Linked DNA regions of Mus musculus: region 2 is linked to region 1. Evidence: chromatin contacts called from public promoter capture Hi-C data. All regions are on one chromosome and are shown on one strand. Each heading gives the region's core, a stretch centred on a gene start, on an enhancer-like site or on the middle of the called end of the contact. The rest is flanking DNA. Distances are from core to core; before and after follow the strand shown. Region 1 holds the start of Ermap (erythroblast membrane-associated protein). Region 2 holds the start of Rimkla (ribosomal modification protein rimK-like family member A).

Region 1 (4,792 bases), core at 1,073-3,572:
ACAGCCGACAAGCCAGGAACCACAGGGACTTGGTCTCTCCATATGAACTAGGACAGACATCAAAAGAGGGCTGATGAGTTCTAGCTGGAGCAAGGACATGTGCTTCTAAACCCAGCTCCCCTTCCCTACTCCCTTGTAATACCACTCTTACTCCTCCTGTGACAATGTGACTAAAATCCTCAGAAACTCTTCTTCTTAAAGTAGTTTTTAATTATATGTATATATGGGGGAGGCATGTGCACCACATGAGTGCAGGTGCCCTTAGAGGCTAGAAAAGGGTGCCGGCTCCCCTGTTAACTGGAGATAGTGGTGGTTGTGAAAATGGTCCCCAGCAAGAGCAACAAGTGCTCTTAACTGCTGAGCAGCATCTCCAGCCTCGCTGACAGCCTTGCAAGTTGACAATCAACCAAGGCTGCAAAGTCCTCATCATGTTCCAACATAAAGAAACCAACCCTTCAAATAGACACTGGGGCTAGCTGACTAGACCTAGACTCAGGTCTTACCTATTTCTATTTGCTAGTCCCACATCTCTAGCAAAGTTGTGTGATATCTTTGCCGCCATGGCAATAATCTGTCGGGGCAGGGCTTCTTCACAGGCAGGTGGACAGATTCAGGAGGAGAGTATGCATCGAGCACTGGCTGTAGATGCCTGGAGAAATGTGCTTGATAAATGTGTACTAAACTCAACGGAGATATCATAGCTCAGAGGTGCAAAGCACGGTGTGTTCTAGCGGTGGGAGACCCCAGAGAGTTCCCTAGTGAAGCTCTGCCCACCCACTTGCTATTGCCTGAACTGCAGGCAGTTAGGAGGAAGCGTGGTCTGTCCTGCCACACTGAGGAGGAAGTTGAAAATGCAAGCAGTCCAAGAGGAGATCACCTCCAAATTCTCTCCACCCGTTCCCACCCTGCCCATCACTTCAGTTATCAGAAAACAACCCGGGGGTGCTGGGGCGATGGTTCAGCTTGTAAGACTACTGCCTGCTCTTGCAGAGGACCTGGGTCAGTTCCAGCACCCACATAGCAGCTCACCAGTATCTGTAGCTTCCAGTTCCAGGGGATCCAATGCCCTCTTCTGACCTTCACAGGCACTAAGCACGCATTCACTCAAGCAGACAAACTTGTCCCCATAAAGTAAAAACAAATAAATCTTTTTTAAAAGCATAAACCCGTCATGTTGCTTTGATACCTGACATCTTCCGTGAGTGTGGCATTACACACATTTTCCACGCCACCACATGTTTCTTTAGCCGCTTCAGCATTCCAACACAGACCTGTGAGAATTTTTAGAAATAATTCCGTATGGTTGATCATCAGTACAGACGACAGTGGTTGGTGGCTAGAATTAGGAGTCTTAGTCCTAAGGGTTGTAGCAGAGTCTCCAACTAAATGAGACTGTAAATTAAAGCAAACTGCTTAACTCTTAGGCTTTGAGTTTCCTAATTTTAAAATAGGAATGTTTTCACCATCAAATTGTCCTAAGGGATGAATCAATCAATCAATCAATCAATCAATCAGTCAACATAAAAGTTCTCGCTTTCCCACAGCCTTGCCTTAAGTGAAATATATCAAGTTAAATAAAGTTTTAATCAATTTTATAATAAAATAATATTTTTAAGCTGTTTCTTTGACTTATTGTCTCTTAATAGCTTGAATAGATCTTTATATAGTAGCCATTTTTCCCCATGACACAAGTTGAAAGTATGTTCCTTCAGTCAGAATCAGTCACATTTTAAGTTTGAACTAGTTTGATTTTTAAAGCTTACAAATAAAAAAAAAGATTCCAACAGACATTCTCTTGCCAATCTTGAGCAACTTATGAAGACCCTACACATGTATAAATGATCAGCCTGATATGGCCCAGCCCGGGACCCAGCAGATGGTGGGGCCGAACTGCACATCTGCTGTATTATTAATGACTACCGTGACAATAAGTAAGAGTCTTAGACAGAACCGGCACAGCACGCTGGTAACTTGGATTCGAGGCTCCTAAGTGACAGCTAACCATTGTCCCATGTTGTCCTTTAAGATGATCTTTGTAAAAAGAAAGATTATTTCCCTACTGAACTTGAGGATCCTGAGAAATTTAAAGAACTAAACAGACTAAGGGAAGAAAAGAGACCGAAGAGAACTGACCTTTGAGGTGGAGATTGTGTCCTTTAGCGGCAGAGCTGGGGCCTCCTACCTGGGAACACTGGGCTCCCCACAGGCAGGGTGGTCTGACATCGGGCAAGAGTGCCAGGAAGATCTCAAGAGATGGGTCTGCAAAAAGTTCATATTCTAGTCTGATGCCAGAGTCTCAAAGCCAAGGGTTCTCTCTGTCTACCCCACAGAGGGCCTCTGACTGTCCCTATAAACAAACAAGCAACGCCCTGTCTGCCCACCCCTGATAAAGCGAGCGTTCAGAAAGGAGGCTCCCCAAAAGCAAGGGACCCGTCTACTGCCTCGGCAAAGAAGGACCTTTACCCCAACTCTCTTTTCCCCCAGTGCTTGGTGACAACCATGACTCCTAAAATTTGATTCCATTGTTCCTTTTTAAAAATGAAGGCTTGCTCTCTTGTACTTCCCAATAAGCATAAATTAGAAGCTTTATAGATGGAACTGAAGACCATTATGTTGGGGGAAATAGGGCAGACTCAGGAAGATTAGTTTTCTCCCATATGTGGGATTTATGTTTAGGGGTTTGTGGGGTGTGTGTGTGTGTGTGTGTGTGTGTGTGTGTGTGTGTGTAAGCACGTGTAGGTTATGAAAGTCAAAAGGAGACCATGGGAGAGGAGAAAGAAACCATAAAAGGCCAGGGGAGAGTAAAGTAATACGGGCAATTTGAAAGCACAGGGAGGAGCATTGGGGAGGAGGGAGAGCAGTAAGAAGGGGTTGGGAGTGTGTGAGAAGACACTGGGTGGGGGAATGAATAAGAACAAAGTGTAATGATGTGTACATATGCAACTGCCACCAAGAAACCCATCCCTTTGTACACTAACTTTTAAATTTTGACTTAAAAATTAGAAGGTTGGTTTCAAGATACCCACCAACCGGCCACGGCTTTTATCTCCAGCTACACCTTGATATATGCTTCCAGACAAGCCAACTTGCTTCCCGCCCCTCCTCTCACGTCACACCCTCCCCAACTGACTAGCCTTCTTCATATCGATTGTACTCACAGCAACACCAAATATGCACGTGGACTTTTATAAAAATGCACTGGTCACTCAGAAGTCCCCGGGGTTTCTTTTTTCAGTCATCACTGGGTTTCGAATCTAGCAGATTCCAGTGGTGGCCTGAACTGTGTCCCCTGTTGATGGCTGAGCTGTCACTTTCAGTGTAGCTGAGACTTGTCAGCAAGCTGTAGAGCTCCAGAAGCTTTTTTGCTTACTGTCTGAGATTCTATGCAAAGGCTCGTGGCCTGTGGTCATCCCTAAAGTTCACTGTAGGTAAGGCATCACGGGAGGAGCCCTGAGCCAGCTTTACTACATAACTCCTCCAAGATTTCCCACTTGTTCCCCGGACTAAAGAAACCCTTTTCTTCTCCTAGATCTTCTTCTGTAAATCCTTGCACTAAAGGACTTGTCTTACACTTTGCTTTGGGAATGGAGGTGGGTTGCGCTAGTTCATTCACCTGGCTCTGTGTTCATCTCCAACACACACCTCTCTCTCTCTCCCTCTCTCTCTCTCCTCCTCCTCCTCCTCATCATCATCATTCATATTAGGAAACCTCCAACTGCTCTCTCTCCTAGTTAACCTGAATATATAACAATCATACATGTACTCACCCTAGAATGCTAGAGCTTACGTCTCCCATCTGTTGACAGTCATAACTGAGTCATAACTCAGTCTTTGTCTATGTCCCTTCTCCCGAGTTTTAATTGCTTTGTTTTCAGACAGTATCTTACTACATAATTCAGGTTGACCTCAAACTCCTAACCTTCCTGCATCTGCCTCGTGAGTGGTGGTAGTACAGCCATTTACAAACTCAGGCCCACCATGCTTTGCTTTAAGGGGTTTATTGACAAAGGTCTGGACTTCCAGCTACATAACTGTGGTTTCCTGAACGAGGCACTATTAAAGAACGTTTATTGTCTTTTCTCCTTTATTTGAGGCAGAGTCTGCCTGCATACTCCACGCTGGCCTTACACTGAGGTTCTCCTGGGTGCTATGATTATAGACACTCATCCCAGCGCTTGACTCTGGTACTTTTTCCTGGCTGTTGAAGTATAAATATCCACTGTAAAAATTCACAAAATACAGGAAAGCTTAAACAAGACAATTGTAAGCCCTACTAATAAAACAAGATTTATTAATAATTTTGCTGTGCCTTCTCCCACTTTCTGTTTTTTGTTTTGTTTTGTTTTGTTTTGTTTTGTTTTGTTTTGTTTTGTTTTTCCAGAGAGGGTTTCTCTATGTATCCCTGGCTGTCCTGGAACTCACTCTGTAGACCAGGCTGGCCTCAAACTCAGAAATCCTTCTGCCTCTGCCTCCCAAGTGCTGGGATTAAAGGCGTGCGCCACCACTGCCCAGCCACTTTCTGTTTTAAAACAATATTTAAAAAATACGGTGATTAGACAATATATGTTCTTTGTGGCTTTTTAAGTTTTAATATACTAAAGCAATGGTGTGTACGTGCGTGGGTGTGTATGCATGCATGTGTATGGTTGTGTGTGTGTGTGTGTATGTGTGTGTGTGTGTGTGTGTGTGTGTGTGTGTGTGTGTATGTGTAGAGGCCAGAGGTCAATGTCAAGTGTCTTCCTCAATTGAACTCCACCTTATATTTTGAGACGGAGTCTCTTACTGAATCTGG
Region 2 (4,792 bases), core at 1,651-4,150, 300 kb after region 1:
TCTCCATGGGGATAGAGAAGGGAGCTTAGGAATGACGCAGGAGATACCAGTGACTTGAGCTAGATTTGAGGGATGAATGGAATTCTACCATCTGGGGGGAACCAGATGGGGACCTCAGACTGATATTTCAGTGGAAGCCCAGGAGTCACAAGACAACAGTGAAGCCAATGTTGACTGGCGCGTGAAAAGACAGCAGGATCCACTGAGTACGGCTGTAACTCCCAGCTGGTGCTGTGTGCATAATGACCTCACTCACGTTTATGAGTATTAATAAGTAAGAAGAACGGAGCACAAGCCACGCGAGTTGGCGTGAGGACCTATTACTATGACTCCGTGATTACAGTTGTTACTATTAGTTACATGTGTTTTGGTCTTGGAATCACTTGTGTTTAGGGAAATAAACATTTACTGAACGATTAAACAACGTGCAGATTCTCAAAGGAACAAAATAAGGTAGATAAGACGTTAAGCCAGCAGAGTATAAAGGGGGACTTTCTATAGGACTGCTTTAGTAACCTGAGGGTCACTGCTCCAGCCCCAGCCCCAGCCCCATCCAAATTCAGGTTGGTTAGGGTAGATCTTCTAAGTTAAAATAACCATCACAGAGCCAGGTAAGTCGATTTCTGGGGGGTTGAGGCCAGCCTGGTCTACATAGGAAGTTCCAGGACAGCTAAGGCTATCCAGCGAGACCTGTCTCCAACAAACAAACAAACAAACACACACACACCAAAAAACCTGTCTTCAATTTCTCCATCCATCCATCAAGCATCTATATAGATTTTCTTGTAAATGACTAGTTTGTGAACACAGACATTTTCACACATGAGTTCTACTTAATTGCTTACGTGCTTCCTGAATCATTACGATTTAATTTTCACTTTTCTTACAATTGATTCTTTAACACGAAGTTTTATACATTCAGAGAGAACATCTTCAGAAGTGCTGATGTACACGTAAAGACTGACAAACAATAGGAAAATCTGACTACCGTCTCTCAAAAGGATGTTTTTACAAGCTGTAAAGAAAACAAGGAAACTCATCTTGGGAATGGACACAAGTATATATTAATGACCGGTTTTAGATCACCAAAATATAACTGATCATTCCACTTAAATATGGAACCCAAAGCTTTTCAAGCTTGGAGAATCTCAACTTAAATATGACATACATGATTCAAAGAGATGGGGGCAGGAGAGAGGGCTCAGTGGTTAGGAACACTGGCTGCTTTTCCAGAGGGCCCAGGTTGGAGCCTGCATGGTGGCTCACAACTATAGCTTCAGTTCCCAGAGGATATGATGCCCTCATCTGGCGTCTGAGGGTACTGCATGCACATGGTGTACAGACATACATGGAGACAAAACACCCATAGACATAAAATTAACCGTGAAAAGGCAAAACCAAACCAAACCCTAAAATCAAAGTCAAAGTGATTATCACAAAGCAAAGCCGAGACATTTGGCAACAAAAAAGCTGTAAGAAGAATCTAGTTCTTCAAATTCTCTGTTCAGAAATGGCGTTCACCGTTAACCAATCAGGAGGGTTTCAGCAACCCAAACTTAAAAAATGGTATTTTTACACTTAAGCACACCACTTGAAATGTGGAGTGTCTAATGCTTGCATATAACTACTCCCAAAGTATATGCATTTTGAACCTAGTAAGGTTTAACTACACCTACCGATGAACAATGTACAAAACTGAGCTATTTCACTTAGGGACACATACTCAAAACCTCACTTGTAAGTAGTCTGTTCAGGATGTGGAATCCCTACCCTTGCAGAAGGAACTCTACTCAACCAGTTAAAGATGACATATGGGTAACATTCCAAGAAGCATCCAAGACGGCCCAACCCTCCTCAGCCCTGGACCCCCTGAAATAGCTGGCTACCTCGGAGGGCTTACCGAGAACACAGACTGTAAGCCAGTGAATACGAGTTTCCAAAGTCATGGATAGCTTAGCAATACATAGCAGGCATGTATTGAAGATAATAAGAATAAACAGAACGCTTTGAATAGGCAGTCAGGGATAATAACCATTTCCCCCAACCTCCCACCTCAATTGCCCTGGACCCGGCACTGAAGGGACCAGTGAGGCCTGGAAGTACTTGGCTATTTTGGAATCTGAATTAAACATTCTTTGGGAGGAGGACAAATTAATGGAAACCATCAATCGTCTCCTCTCGCCCCTTCCCCTCCAGAGACGATCTCAATCTTTCTCAGCTGTCTCCCATAATTAGGCTCCCAGTTTGAGAATAGTGTTCTACCTAGGGCGTTCATCACTGGAGCATACATACCACTGGAAAAGTTTCCCAAACATCTGCCTAAGAGCAATTTTGTGAATTCTGGGTTGGTTCTTTTAATTTCGGGATCCAATCCGGCAGGCCACCTGTGCTCGGAGAATCTACAGTGTGAGGTTTGGTGCCTTTAGCTTCAGGTGAATGTGAATGCCCCATTAACTCATCTCCTAAATGAATTAAGCATCTTCTCTACTCTTGGCCTCAGGCTGCTGCAGAGGGGCTACCTCGGAGCCGGGCTCAAGGAGGAGAGCGGCCGGCTCACGGGACCCCGGTGCCCCTCCCTCCCTCCCCCGGCTGAGCTCACCTAGGTGGCCGCCGACGACGGTGACGGCGATCTGGTCCAGGAACACCGCCCGGAAACCCACGTCCTGCTCCGAGCAGCGCTGGCGGAGCGCGCGCAGGATCTGCACCTGCGGGTAGTCCTCGCGGATGAGCCGGTCGGTCAGCAGCCAGACCTGCGCGCACATGGCGACCGAAGCTGCGGCCGCTCGCCCGCGCGACCCCCTGGCGCGTCCCAGGCGAGCACCGCGGCTTTGCTTGCGCCGTGCGCCAGCCGCCTCTGCAGACCCGGCCGGCGAATGCTCCGGATCGCCTCGCGCCGACGCCGCCGCCGCCGCCTCCGCTGCCTCCTCCGCCGCCTCCGCCCAGCCAATCAGCACGTCGCGACGCCCGGGGAGGACCCGGCCCGGAGCCTGCGGAGCTGCGCAGCCTGCGGCGGCCGGGCGGGGCTGGGGCGACCCCGGGAACCGATGGGCCACTGGCTGGGTAGGCGCGGTGCTGCTCCCCCAGAGAAAAGTGCGAGTCTTGGTTGCACCACCAACCTCTTCCAAAGACAACTCCCAGCCTGGCAAGGTCACATGGCGGGGCTCTGCAGCTGGACTTGACCCTTAGAAGAGCGATCTGTCTGCCCCAATCCTGGCCTGCAGCCTGGCTGGGAGATGGAGGCAGTTGGGTCTTAGCAACCAGATACTTCATTTAGATAATTCGAAGATCCTTTTCCTTTTCTTACACCCCAGTTTGCACCAGCGCTTGACCATCATAACCCCAGTGTCATAAAAACAGGTTAAGACCCCCATATTGAGTTAGGGGAACCCCTAGGGCGCGTTTTTTCCTCCTAGTCCACACCCCACTTCCCCTCCGCCCTCCAACTCAGTCCTCTGTACATACTGTCCGTGGTCCTAGCCGTTTGCAAATTCTGCCCGCAAACAATAGCGTGAAACCTGGTATTCGGTTCTTGAAAATAAATTAATTATACATTTATTTATGTATGTATTTATGTATTTATTTATTTATGTATTTATTTATTTATTTATTTATTTATTTATTTATTTATTGTGCACAAGGTGAGCTGGTGGCCTGTTACCACAGCTTGATCGTGAAGATCAGAGGACAACTTTCAGGATCTGGTTCTCCTGAAACCCACCATGTGGATCAAAGTCAGGCTAGGCAGCAAGTGCTTTTACTCTCTGAGCCATCTCACAGCTCCTAGCTAGTCATTTCTAAATAACTATGGGGTTGACTTTAGCCAGTTGTGTTTCCAGCTCTTTAAAACATCTTTTTGAAATCATCATCGCCGCCGCCATCATCATCATCATTTTGGTTTTTTCAATATAGGGTTTCTCTGGGTAACCTTGTCTCCCTGTAGCCCTGCTTCCCTGTAGCCCTGTGTAGTTTCTGTCCTGGAACTCACTCTGTAAATGTGATGGTTTGTATATTCTCAGAGTGGCACCATCTGGAGGTGTGGCCTGGTTGGAATAGGTGTGTCACTGTGGGTGTGGGCTTAAGACCCTCATCCTAGTTGCCTGGAAGTCAGTCTTCCACTAGCAGCCTTTGGATGAAGATGTAGAACTCTCAGCTCTGCCTGCACCATACCTGCCTGGATACTGCCATGTTCCCACCTTGATGGTAATGGACGGAACCTCTGAGCCTGTAAGCCAGCCCCAATTAAATGTTGTTTTTTTATAAGACTTGCCTTGATCAAGGTGTCTGTTCACAGCAGTAAAACCCTAACTAAGACACCGGGTTAGTCTCAAATTCATTACAGAGATCTGCCTTTGGCTCCCCGAGTGCTGTGATTTAAGGTGTGCTCCACCACCACCCGGTTTAAATGATGTTTTGTGCATCTTCGATGTGTGTTTGAAGCACAGGGTCACGTGAATGCCAGAAGGAGCTTGCAGGGTGTGCAGAACAACTTTTGGGAATGGGTTCTCTCCATGGTAACTAGGTTTGTCCAGCAACACCTCTACTCAGTCAGCCCTCTTGCTCTCCCTAACGCATTTCTTCCTTCTTTCCTTTTCCTTTCTTTTTCTTTTTACTCTTTTACAAAAGAAATTTTATGGTTTCAATCTTGACTCAGCAATGACATCTCTAAATGGGCAAGACATCTCTGCGAAGGTGAATGGTGAACTGCAAATGTCCTGTCCACTAAGATATGCCTCTGGGAAGTTCTGTATTCAGGAAGTTTAAAAAAATATTTTGAGGCAATAATGTTGCTAAA

The links. Promoter capture Hi-C pulls out the DNA fragments that hold promoters and counts their contacts.
Region 2: a promoter capture Hi-C map of pre-B cells shows a contact between it and region 1, with 2.4 times the contacts expected there. The contact joins the promoter of Rimkla here to the promoter of Ermap in region 1. A contact is called at or near these places in 1 of 39 promoter capture datasets (pre-B cells) and 1 of 9 other capture datasets (pancreatic islet).

Annotation. Positions count from the first base shown.
Region 1 is chr4:119,187,673-119,192,464 of GRCm38.p6, forward strand. Ermap (erythroblast membrane-associated protein) reads right to left here and starts at 2,323. Exons shown (of 13, transcript NM_013848.3): 1 at 2,134-2,323; 2 at 1,187-1,271; 3 at 1-47. The coding sequence starts at 42.
Region 2 is chr4:119,489,698-119,494,489 of GRCm38.p6, forward strand. It overlaps Rimkla (ribosomal modification protein rimK-like family member A), which reads right to left and starts at 2,901. Exons shown (of 5, transcript NM_177572.4): 1 at 2,600-2,901. The coding sequence starts at 2,762.